2 separate regions of the Macaca mulatta genome follow, and region 2 is linked to region 1. A link is a contact called in public Hi-C data. All regions are on one chromosome and are shown on one strand. The core of a region is the stretch at or near the end of the contact, and the rest is flanking DNA. Distances in the headings are between cores, read along the strand shown.

Region 1 (4,904 bases), core at 1,761-4,260:
AAAATATACACAGCAAAAACTGATAGATATGCAAGAAGTAGAAAAACCACAAATATTGTCAGAGATTTTAACACCCTCACTCAACAATTGATAGACCAAGTGAACAAATACTCAGTAAAGATGAACATCATCATGAACAACATGAACATCATCATCCAAGTCGACACTTTTAAAACGATCTACTCAACAATGGTAGAATACACGTTCTTTTCAAGTGCATACAGAACATTTACCAAGGAAAACCATATTCTGGCCATAAGAAAAGTCCCAGTAAATTTAAAAGACTTCAAGTTACACAAAATACATTTTTTAGTAATGTGGAATAAAAAATTGGAAAAATTGGAAATCAATAAAAAAAAAACTCAGCAAAATCTCTAAGTATTTGGAAACTCAATAACACATGTCTACCCGTAAGTCAAAAAAGGAACCAAAAGAAAAATTAGCATTTTGAAGTAAATGAGAATGAAAACACAGCATATCAAAACTTATGAGATGAGTTAAAGTGGCCTTAGAAGGAAATTTCTAGCATTACATTCTTAGAGGGAAAGTTATAGCACTGAACATCAATATTTCAGTAAAATTCTTAAAATTTTAGCAAATCCAAAAAAATGTATATATAAAGGATAATACATCATGAACAAGTAGGCATTACTCCAGAAATGTAAGATTAACTTGACATTTAAAAATTAATCAATATAATTAAACATATCAGGTGCTACATTACACGATCATCTCAATAGAAGCCTGGTGAGCATTTGACAGCCTTCAACATCCATTTCTGATTAAAACTGTCTGCAAACTACAACTAGAAGGTGGCTTCCCCATCATTATGAAAGACATCTATGGAAAATTTACAGTTAATATATATTTATACTTAAGCAGTTAAAAAGACTTTCTCCTATGATCAGGGCAAGGCAAGGGTGGGTGCTGGTTCTCATCACGTCTACTCAATGTTGTACTGGAGGTACAGTGCAATGTGCAGTTGCCCATGCAATAAGGCAAGAAAAAGAAATAAAAGGGATCTGTATTGGGAAGGAAAGTGTAAAGGCATTATTTATTTGCAGATGGTATATTGTATATGTAGAAAATTCTATAGGATCTACAAAAAAGCTGCTATAATTGAAAAGTGGGCCAGGCACGGTGGATCACACCTGTAATCCCAGCACTTTAGGAGGCCGAGGTGGGCAGATTGACTGAGCTCAGGAGTTTGAGGCCAGCCGGGGTAAAACAGTGAAACCCTATCTCTATTAAAATACAAAAAAAAAAAAAGCCGATTATGGTGGCATGCACCTGTAATCCTAGCTACTGGGGAGGCTGAGGCAGGAGAATCATTGGAACCCAGGAGGCAGAGGTTGCAGTGAGCTGAGATGGTGCCACCGCACTCCAGCCTAGGTGACAGAGCAGAAGAAGCCTCTGTCTCCAGAAAAAAAGAAAAGGATATAAAATCTATATACAACATGTATTGCATTTTATGTAATCATAATGAACAAGCAGAAATTGAAATAGAAATATAACTTACAGAGGCATAAAAATGATGTATACACAAAAGGTGTAAAGGACATTGCACTATAACCCAGTACTAAGAGAAAGAACATCTAAACGAATAGCCATATACTGCGCTCTTGGTTTGAAGTTTCAGTATTATTACGATGTCAGTTCTCCCCAAGTTGATCTACAAATTCAATGCCATTCCAATAAAAATCTCAGCAGATTTTGAAGAAATTGACATGGCAATTATAAAGTTTAAATGGTAGTACAAAGGACCTAGAAGAGCCAAAACAACTTGAGAAAGATCAGTACAGCTGGTAGACTTACACTACCTGACTTTAGAATTACTACAAAGTTATCATAATTAAGACAGTGTGGTATTGGCATAAAGACAGGCAAAAAGATCAATGGAACAGAGTAGAGATTCCAGAAATGAACTCAGAGGCATATGGTTAATTGATTTTTGGCAAAGCTGCAAAGGAAATTCAATGGAGAAAAGATAATCTTTCCAACAAATTATGCTGTAGAAATTGGACATCCATAGGCAGAAAAAACAAGCCTCAATTAATATTTTGTATCATCTATAAAATTAACTCAAAAAGGATAATATAATTAGCTGTAACACCTAAAACTGCTAAAATTCAGGAAGACAACATAGGAGAAAATCTTTGTTATCTTGGGTGAAGTAAATAATTCCTAGATATGACACAAGTATGATCTATAAATAGAAACAGATTATAAATTGTACTTTATCAAAATTAAGAATTTCTTCTCTTCAAATGATACTAAGAGAATGAAAATGTATGTATATCCCAGAATGGGCAAAAATAATTGGAAGTCACGTATCTGACACAGGACTTGTATCCAGAATATACCAGAACTCTTCAAACTCAAGAAGAAAAACATGCAACCACATTTTTAAAATGCATGATTTCCTTTTTTTAAAAAAAATTTTTGAAATGGGGTCTTCCTCTGTCACTCAGGCTGAAGTGCCGTGGTGTGATCATAGCTCACTACAGTCTCGACCTCCTGAGCTCAAGCCATCCTTCTGCCTCAGCCTCCTGAGTAACTGGGACTACAGGCATGTTGTAGAGGTGGGGTCTTACTATGTTGCCTAGGCTGGTTTCAAACGCCTGGACTCAAGATGACCTTGGCCTCCCAAGGTGCCGGGATTACAGGTGTGAGCCAACATGCCTTGCCCAAAATGCATACTTGTCTTTTTATTTGTATTCGTTCATTCGATACATATTTATTGATCACCTGTGCGAAGCCCTTTCTAGATGCTCAGTGATTATTGGTAAACCAAGCAGGAGGTCCCTGTCCTCTGGGACTTGTTTGTGGAGCACAGATATTTGCTGTGCAGCTGAAATATGTGCTATGGGGATAGGGCGCTGGTCTACCTAATGCACGCCCGCATCCCCGGCACCCAGGACCCTGGCGGGCTGCAGGCCCTCAGAATCGCTGTGCAATTGGCGATGGTAACACTCGGGGGATAAATTCCCCTACGCGACGCATGGGGGCGCTCACGCTCCACGCTGTGGCCACACTCTCAGGAGCGTTTGTTCGAACGGTCCGCGGTCATCATCCTTCCAGCTTAGCTTCTCAAAGAGGGGACGTGGACGAGGCTCTCATGATTAATGATCGCAGTACGGATTTGTAACTTATTATGGAAGAAAAGCCACATCAAGCATGTGTCGTTTGGAACAAGAGAGATTTGGCCGCCTCAGCGGTACCAAAGGACCGTGTCCTTTTCTGGGTCACGTTTTTTTTAGGTCTTGAAGAACAGTGATTTGTTCACTGCTAATGAAATCCTTAAGTGCTTCAAAGCATTACAACTTAGGGGAAGAAAGACTGGTGTGTCTTCTGAGACGCCCTGAGCAGCACAAATGACTAGAAATGCGTTTACACTTGACTACTTGGGCTGATTGCCTTTACAAAGAGGCACATAGAACCGCAGATATCTGCATGCACAGCCAGCAAAGCAATCGTAGAAATAACCACATTATTGGGAAGTCATATTTTAAGCCGAGGCAGACGCTGTGTCACTGAGTTCCTAGGGTAGTTCAGACACACCTAATATCCAGGTTTTTAGGGAGACTAACGTGTGCGTGGAGCTGTGTCTTGAAATAATTCAGTGTTCTAAGCCTCAGTGAAATCGTGTCTCTGGAAGGTCAATCATTGAAAGTATAATATAAAAACTCAAGAAAACAAGGAGACTTTGTGGCAGCTCTTAACGTTGTGAGACCAGCTGCAGTAGCTTTGTCAACTGTGGGGGCATCAGATAAATCATTTTAAGCTGGAAAAGTCCTTTGAGGTATCCAGATGGTTCGTAAGGCTACATAACTCTGTCAAATACCGTCACTTTGGGGATTTCTAAGAATTCAGAGGATATTAGGTCTTGATGCGTGGAAAGAGGCAATCGGCAGGATTTTAGCAAAGGGACTCTGAGACAAAAGCCACAAGTTTTTGTTCGTCCGTGCCTGCTTTCCTCAGTTTCACTGTGCAGCACCTCTCAAACTTTCATGAGAAATTTGGGATGCCCTGGTGCTCTGTATTTCTAACCAGCTCCCGGCCGACACTGAGGTTAGTGGTTCTTGAACCACGCTTCGGTGTTAGGGTGCTCTGTGGTACGTACCTCGAGGAAAGCGCTTCCACAGAGGGGAGAAGCCTGTTTACCACCCTGTCTACCACCTGCAGGATTCAGCTCATTCCTTCATTCAAGAAAATTGGGCAGCACTGTGGGAGGCCTGACTTACGCTAGTGGCTGGAGACAAAGGGTGAGTCAAACTGAACTTGGTTTCTCTCCTGTTGAGGCTTATTATTTTGGTTTGGGAGACAAGCACAGAGATTGGTAATTCCTAACTTTTAAATGCTGTATAACTTTTAAATGCTGTGCAGTGAGGAAGTGCAGTGGGCAGCTGTGAACACGTCTAACGGGGGCTGTGAGCTTCAGAAGTCAGGGAAGTGCCGAGGTTAAAGGAGGAATTGGGCTTCATTGACTAAGAGAGCCACAGGTGGGGCGGGGTAGATAATATTCCATGGAGAGGAGGCGTGTGTACAAAGCCTCTGAGGCAGGAGGGATGTGGGCTTTTGGAGGACCTGGCTGGTCTGTGTGGTTGGAACCTGATGGGCACACGCTGGGTGAGCGTGGAGTATCTGGAGGTGAGGCTAGGGTCGGTGGGATCCTGGTAATCCTGCTAGGACACCAGGTCATCCTCCGTCATTAGATGACGGTAAAGATAGTGGATATTAGGAGAAAGTGGGGACTGACAGCTCCCCTTTTCACGACAAGAGTGGCGTGTTTCCATTGGACGAACGGACCCGCTTACTAAGCACCTGTTAGCACAGGTGACACCCACCTGCTCCGCGAGCTCAGTAGACATCCATCTCCACGAGGGGGCAGCAGAGCAGAACGC
Region 2 (4,904 bases), core at 1,741-4,240, 890 kb after region 1:
CTTTCCTATTACAAATCACACTGCAACACCATGCTTGCATTAGCCTTCCCGTGCAAAGACGGGAGTGTCACTCCAGAGCAGACACCAAGAACGCAGGCCGCGGAACACACGCTTCTTGAATTATAATAGCTGCTACCTGGTGGCCCTCCCGAGGGGCTGTACCAGGAGCCCGAGTGCCCACTCCCCACACCCTCCTCTGCACATGATAATATGTGATTTTTCGCCTCCCTCCCTCCCTTCCTCCCTCCCTTCCTTCCTTCCTCTCTTCCTCCCTCCCTCCCTCCTTTTTCTTTCTCTCTTTTTCTCTTTCTCTTTCTTTCTTTTTCTTGGCAGGGTCTCGCTCTGTCTCACTGGAATTCCCGTGCTTAAGTGATCCTTCCACCTCAGCCTCCCAAGTAGCTGGGACCACAGGCACACACTACCATGCACGGCTATTTTTTTGTATTTTTAGTAGAAACATGGGTTTTGCCATATTGGCCAGGCTGGTCTCAAACTCCTGAGCTCAAACGATCCGCCAGCCTCGGCCTCCCAAAGTGCTGGGATTACAGGTGTGAGCCACCGTGCCCAGTCATGATATTTCACCGTTGCAGAGCTGATGGGGGAAGAGCGACTTCTTGTGAGGCTTGGATCTCAGCTGCTTTCAGACGTCTGAATCAGGTGGCAGGCTTGAAGGGAACACAGCAGCCACGGTGCCACACAGCTGCTTTGAAGAAGGCCACATTCCCGATGTCTAACCAAGCATCTCCAGGTCACCAGCCGCCACCAGGCCTTTCTGGGGAGAACTGTGGCCTGCCTGTAAGGCCCCTTCTCACATTTGTACACCCCAAGCCACTGTCGCCCATAAACAAGCCATCTCCCTTCACTGCCAGCAAGCCCCGTGGTGAAGCCTCTTGCCAGCACCGAGCCACAGCCCCTTGACAGCGTCCTGTTGCAAGTCTCAGATGCGTACGAGCCCCGTGACGCAGTGGGGGTGGTGGCCGCATCGCCTCTTCTGAGCCCTTGACCCAGCTTTGCCTGCCATCCACCCTCCCTTCCTCTGACTTCCTGTAGAGAATCCCTTCCAGCCCAGGGCTGCAGCTCACTTCCCTGCCCCTGGCCCCACAATCAGTTCCTGACCCAGAATCCAGAAAGAGGTGGCCTTGGGACCGTTGGTTGAGAAAGCGTCTGTCTCTGGCTGGGCCTGCTGCGCAGGAAGGATGACGGGAGCTGCCCTGGGCCGTCTGTGCCCCACACAGAGCTGGAGTGAGAGAAATCCCGTTCTGATGCTGTTGCCGTGTGACTTGGTCCGGCCCTGCCTGACTTTAGCACACGCTGGGACACCACCGTTCCTGAGCCCCACACACTTCCTTTCCTTGACTACAGCCGCTTTGGCTGGGTCTCTGCTCTGGAAACAAGGGTGTCCTGATGCACTTGGTCAAAATCCCGGATGAGGCCAGGCGTGGTGGCTCACTCCTGTAATTCCAACACTTTGGGAGGCCGAGGTGGGCGGATCACCTGAGGTCAGGAGTTCAAGACCAGCCTAGCCAACATGGTAAAACCCCGTCTCTACTAAAAATACAAAAATTAGCTGGGCACGGTTGTGCACACTTGGAATCCCATCTATTCAGGAGGCTGAGGCAGGAGAATCATTTGAATTTAGGAGGCAGAGGTTGCAGTGAGCCAAGATCCTGCCACTGCACTCCAGCCTGAGCAACAGAGAAAAAAGAAAGAAAAGAAAAGAAAAAAGAAAGAGAAAGAGAAAGAAAGAGAGAAAGGAAAGAAAGAGAGAAAGGAAAGAAAAGAAAGAAAAAAGAAAAAAAAAATCTGGGATGCGCTGTGAAAGTCCCTACATGCCAGGGCTCCTCCTACAGGTGATCTCCATCAGTCCGAACCAAGGTCGTCTGAAGCAGGTGTGGAATCCTCCTGTTCAGACAGGGCCAGGGAGGCTCTGAGGGCAGCAGGGACAGGATTGACCAGAGCACCCAGGGAAGGTGTGGGGTGGGGGTCGGCCCGCACAGGAGTGGGGGGGCACCACTCCCTTAAGACCAGTTGTGGTAAAAGGAGCCAAGCCTCAGTTTCCCTGTCCGTAGAATGTGACCTCAGTCCTGACAGTAACAGCTGTGATTTGGGGTGGCAGAGCAGAAGGGCTTGGGAAGGAGGGGAAGCCATGCTGTCCAGCACGAGGAGAAGCTGAATAAAGGCTAGGGTTACACTTGAACCTCACCCCCCGCCCTCTCCCAAGATCTCCCACTCGGGGGGCAGCCTGTACGCAGCTTACACGAGTTCAATCCACACCAGCACCTGCTTGAGCTCTGACCCTGGCTCTGCCACTTGCCCGCTCCAGGACCTCCCATAAGTTACTTCATTTCTCTGGGCCTCAGTTTCTTTGTCTGCAAAATGGAAATCATAGTTTTCATCTCATAAAGGTTGTAAGTAAATGAAATTATTCATGTAACCCCTGGGCATGCCCAGGCACACGCTGAGCTCCACCAAACGTTACAAGTTAACATTGTCCCTCCCAGGCCCGCAGGGACTGCAGAGCCTCCCGAGGACCCCAGCCCCGCAACAACCGCCCTCGCCCTCCAGTCCCCCGCGCTCCCACAGCCCCCACCCTCCCTCTCCCGCGGTCCGCGGGCTCCACCAAGCGCCCACCAGCTGCGCTGCGGCGACGGCTCCGGGGCCTGAACCCGGTTCCGAACCCAGGCCTCGGGTGCCGTGGGGGGTGGGGCCGGGAGCGCGGCCGGAGAGGGAAGTCAGGGTCAGCTCCCCGCAGACGCCCCGGACCCCTGCCCCCGCGGCCACCCCGCGCATCCCCGCCGCCCCAGGACCGTCCCGAGACACTCGGGGAAACGCCTTCCCTGTGATGCCGCGGACCCGGTCCTCTCGCGGACACGGCGGGGCGGGACGGGGGTCGCAGCGTCCAGGGCGGCGCGGGCCCTTTAAGGCGGCTGGCCTCGTTAGCATATATTTGCATGGCCCCGCCCCGCCGCTTGAGGCTGCCGCGCGGGGCTCAGTCCGGCGGGGGCGCCGCGGAGAGCGGAGGGCGCAGGGCTGCGGAGCGCCGAGCGGAGGGCGCGGGACCCTGCACGCCGCCCGCGGGCCCATGTGAGCGCCATGCGGCGCCGCGCAGCCCGGGGACCCGGCCCGCCGCCCCAGCCGCCCCCAGGGCCCGGGCTCCGGCCGCTGCTGCTGCTGCTGCTGCTGCTGGCGCTGGGGACCCGCGGGGGCTGCGCTGCGCCCGCGCCCGCGCCGCGCGCCGAGGACCTCAGCCTGGGAGTGGTGAGCGCGCGGCCGAGGGCGCGGGGCCGGGACGGGCGCGGAGCTCCTGGGCCGGAGTCGGGGGTCCCCGCGGGCCGGGTGGCAGGGACCGGGAAGACCCCAGCAGTGCGCGTCGGCGTCGCGCGGGAGCCCGGGCGCCCTGGACCCATTTCCTGGGTGGGGAGACTGAGGCTGGGGCGTGGGCTGAGCGGCCGGGCGAGGGCACGCGAGTCCTAGGGAGGCGCCGGCTGCCGTCCCGGCTCCGTGCGCTCGGAGCGCGCCGCAGCCTCAGGAGCCCGTGGAGTTGTGAGGGGGTCGCCTACCCGGAGCCCGGGTCCCTGGCTTGCAGCAGCCCCAGAGCAGCCGGGGTGGGCGAGAGCAGGCATCGCGGCCGCTCCGAGCCCTGCGCGCTGCGTGCGTTCTGGGTGGAAGTGGTGGGGGCAGGAGCACGCACCTACAGAGCGAGGAAGGGCAGGGGCTACGGAGTGGGGGCACCCCAAAAGCCTTGAGCCCCAGAGTTTGCTCGGTTGAGGGTGTTGGGGGCACAGGGAAGCCGGCCCCCAGCTCACCACTGGGCAAGGACCTGGCCTCCAGCCTCCTTCCCCTCCACCCCAGGTCGGCCAGACTGGCCCTGCCTGGCCCTGGTACAGTACTGAGCCGGGGGCGCGGGGAGAGCCTTCCTCACCCCACACCGAGCCGCTGTCAGCTCAGCTTGGGAACCCTGCCTGGGGGCAGCGACGTGGCCTCTTCCCACAGCCCCCTCCCCTGTTCCGCAGCCGGGACTTGCGTCTCTTGTGGACCCGGAAGATTTAGAGCAGAAGTCGTGGGGTCAGTGCCCCCCGGCTGGGGCGGCCGGGTGGACTCGGGCTGGGTTCAGCGGTTCCTTCTGAGGCTCCTACCCACCGCTGCCTTCACTGCATTCCTACCCAGGGAGTCGGGCCAGGAGCCGAGGCCTCCCTGCCCCGCACAAGTGTTTGGCCCGGCCCTCGTCCGCGGACAGTCTCCCAGTGGGGTCCTGACAGGGCCCCTTGCCCAGCGCAGTGGACATTCAGGAGCTCCAAAACCTTGGGGTCCAAGCAAGTCAGCGCAGGTGGATTTCGGGCAGTCGAGGCATTTGGAGGGGCCGCTTGGGTGGCACCCGCAGCCCCTGTGGTTGGCAGGACTTGGCCGGGGGTCTGGATGGGAAGCCGGTTTGGCCACCGTTTGCCCCAGGCCCCGAAGCCATTTGGGAGGGTGCTGGTCACTGTCCCTGCTGCCCGCCTCCAGATGCCTGCAGGTCCCCACAGTGACTTCCAGCCAGGCAGCCTGTGAACTTGGGGTGCCTCCCCACCTCCTCAAGACCCCTTTGTATCTGGGGGTCTCCCGGATCCCCCACCGAGAAGCACGCCCTGGGGACGTGGTGTTTCCAGCTCTGGAGGGAGGTGAGCCCAGGCCGGCCTTCCAGGTCCAAGGGTGCTGCAGAAGGGACTGGGTCAATGCCAAGGGAAGACTCAAGGTGGTGCCCACACACTCAGGAGGATGGACCCCTGGCCGAGCCATATTGGCTGATCAGACCCAGCACGGTTTGGAAGTTTCTTGCCACCCACCTGCCCACCTGCTCGGAAAGAGTGGGTCAGGCGCCCTCCTCTCGGCTGGTACCTGTGCCTCGGTCTCTCCTGGCACTCCGG

What was found. A called contact is a pair of places that touch in the nucleus more often than the background predicts.
Region 2: a contact with region 1 is called in a Hi-C map of fetal cortical plate, with 5 times the contacts expected there. The contact joins the promoter of MMP17 here to the enhancer-like site in region 1. A contact is called at or near these places in 5 of 14 Hi-C or Micro-C datasets (blood, fetal cortex germinal zone, fetal cortical plate and 2 more).

What each region holds. Positions count from the first base shown.
Region 1 is chr11:138,298,686-138,303,589 of T2T-MMU8v2.0, forward strand. No RefSeq gene overlaps it. Among named protein-coding and RNA genes, the nearest start is that of ADGRD1, 38 kb to the right of the region's middle. Within about 2 kb of position 3,011, at least 6 of the 40 cell types and tissues checked have an H3K27ac peak or open chromatin away from gene starts, as enhancers often do. A contact at or near this core is called in fetal cortex germinal zone and fetal cortical plate, where this site is marked.
Region 2 is chr11:139,191,253-139,196,156 of T2T-MMU8v2.0, forward strand. MMP17 (matrix metallopeptidase 17) reads left to right here and starts at 2,991. Exons shown (of 10, transcript XM_015109717.3): 1 at 2,991-3,258. The coding sequence starts at 3,094.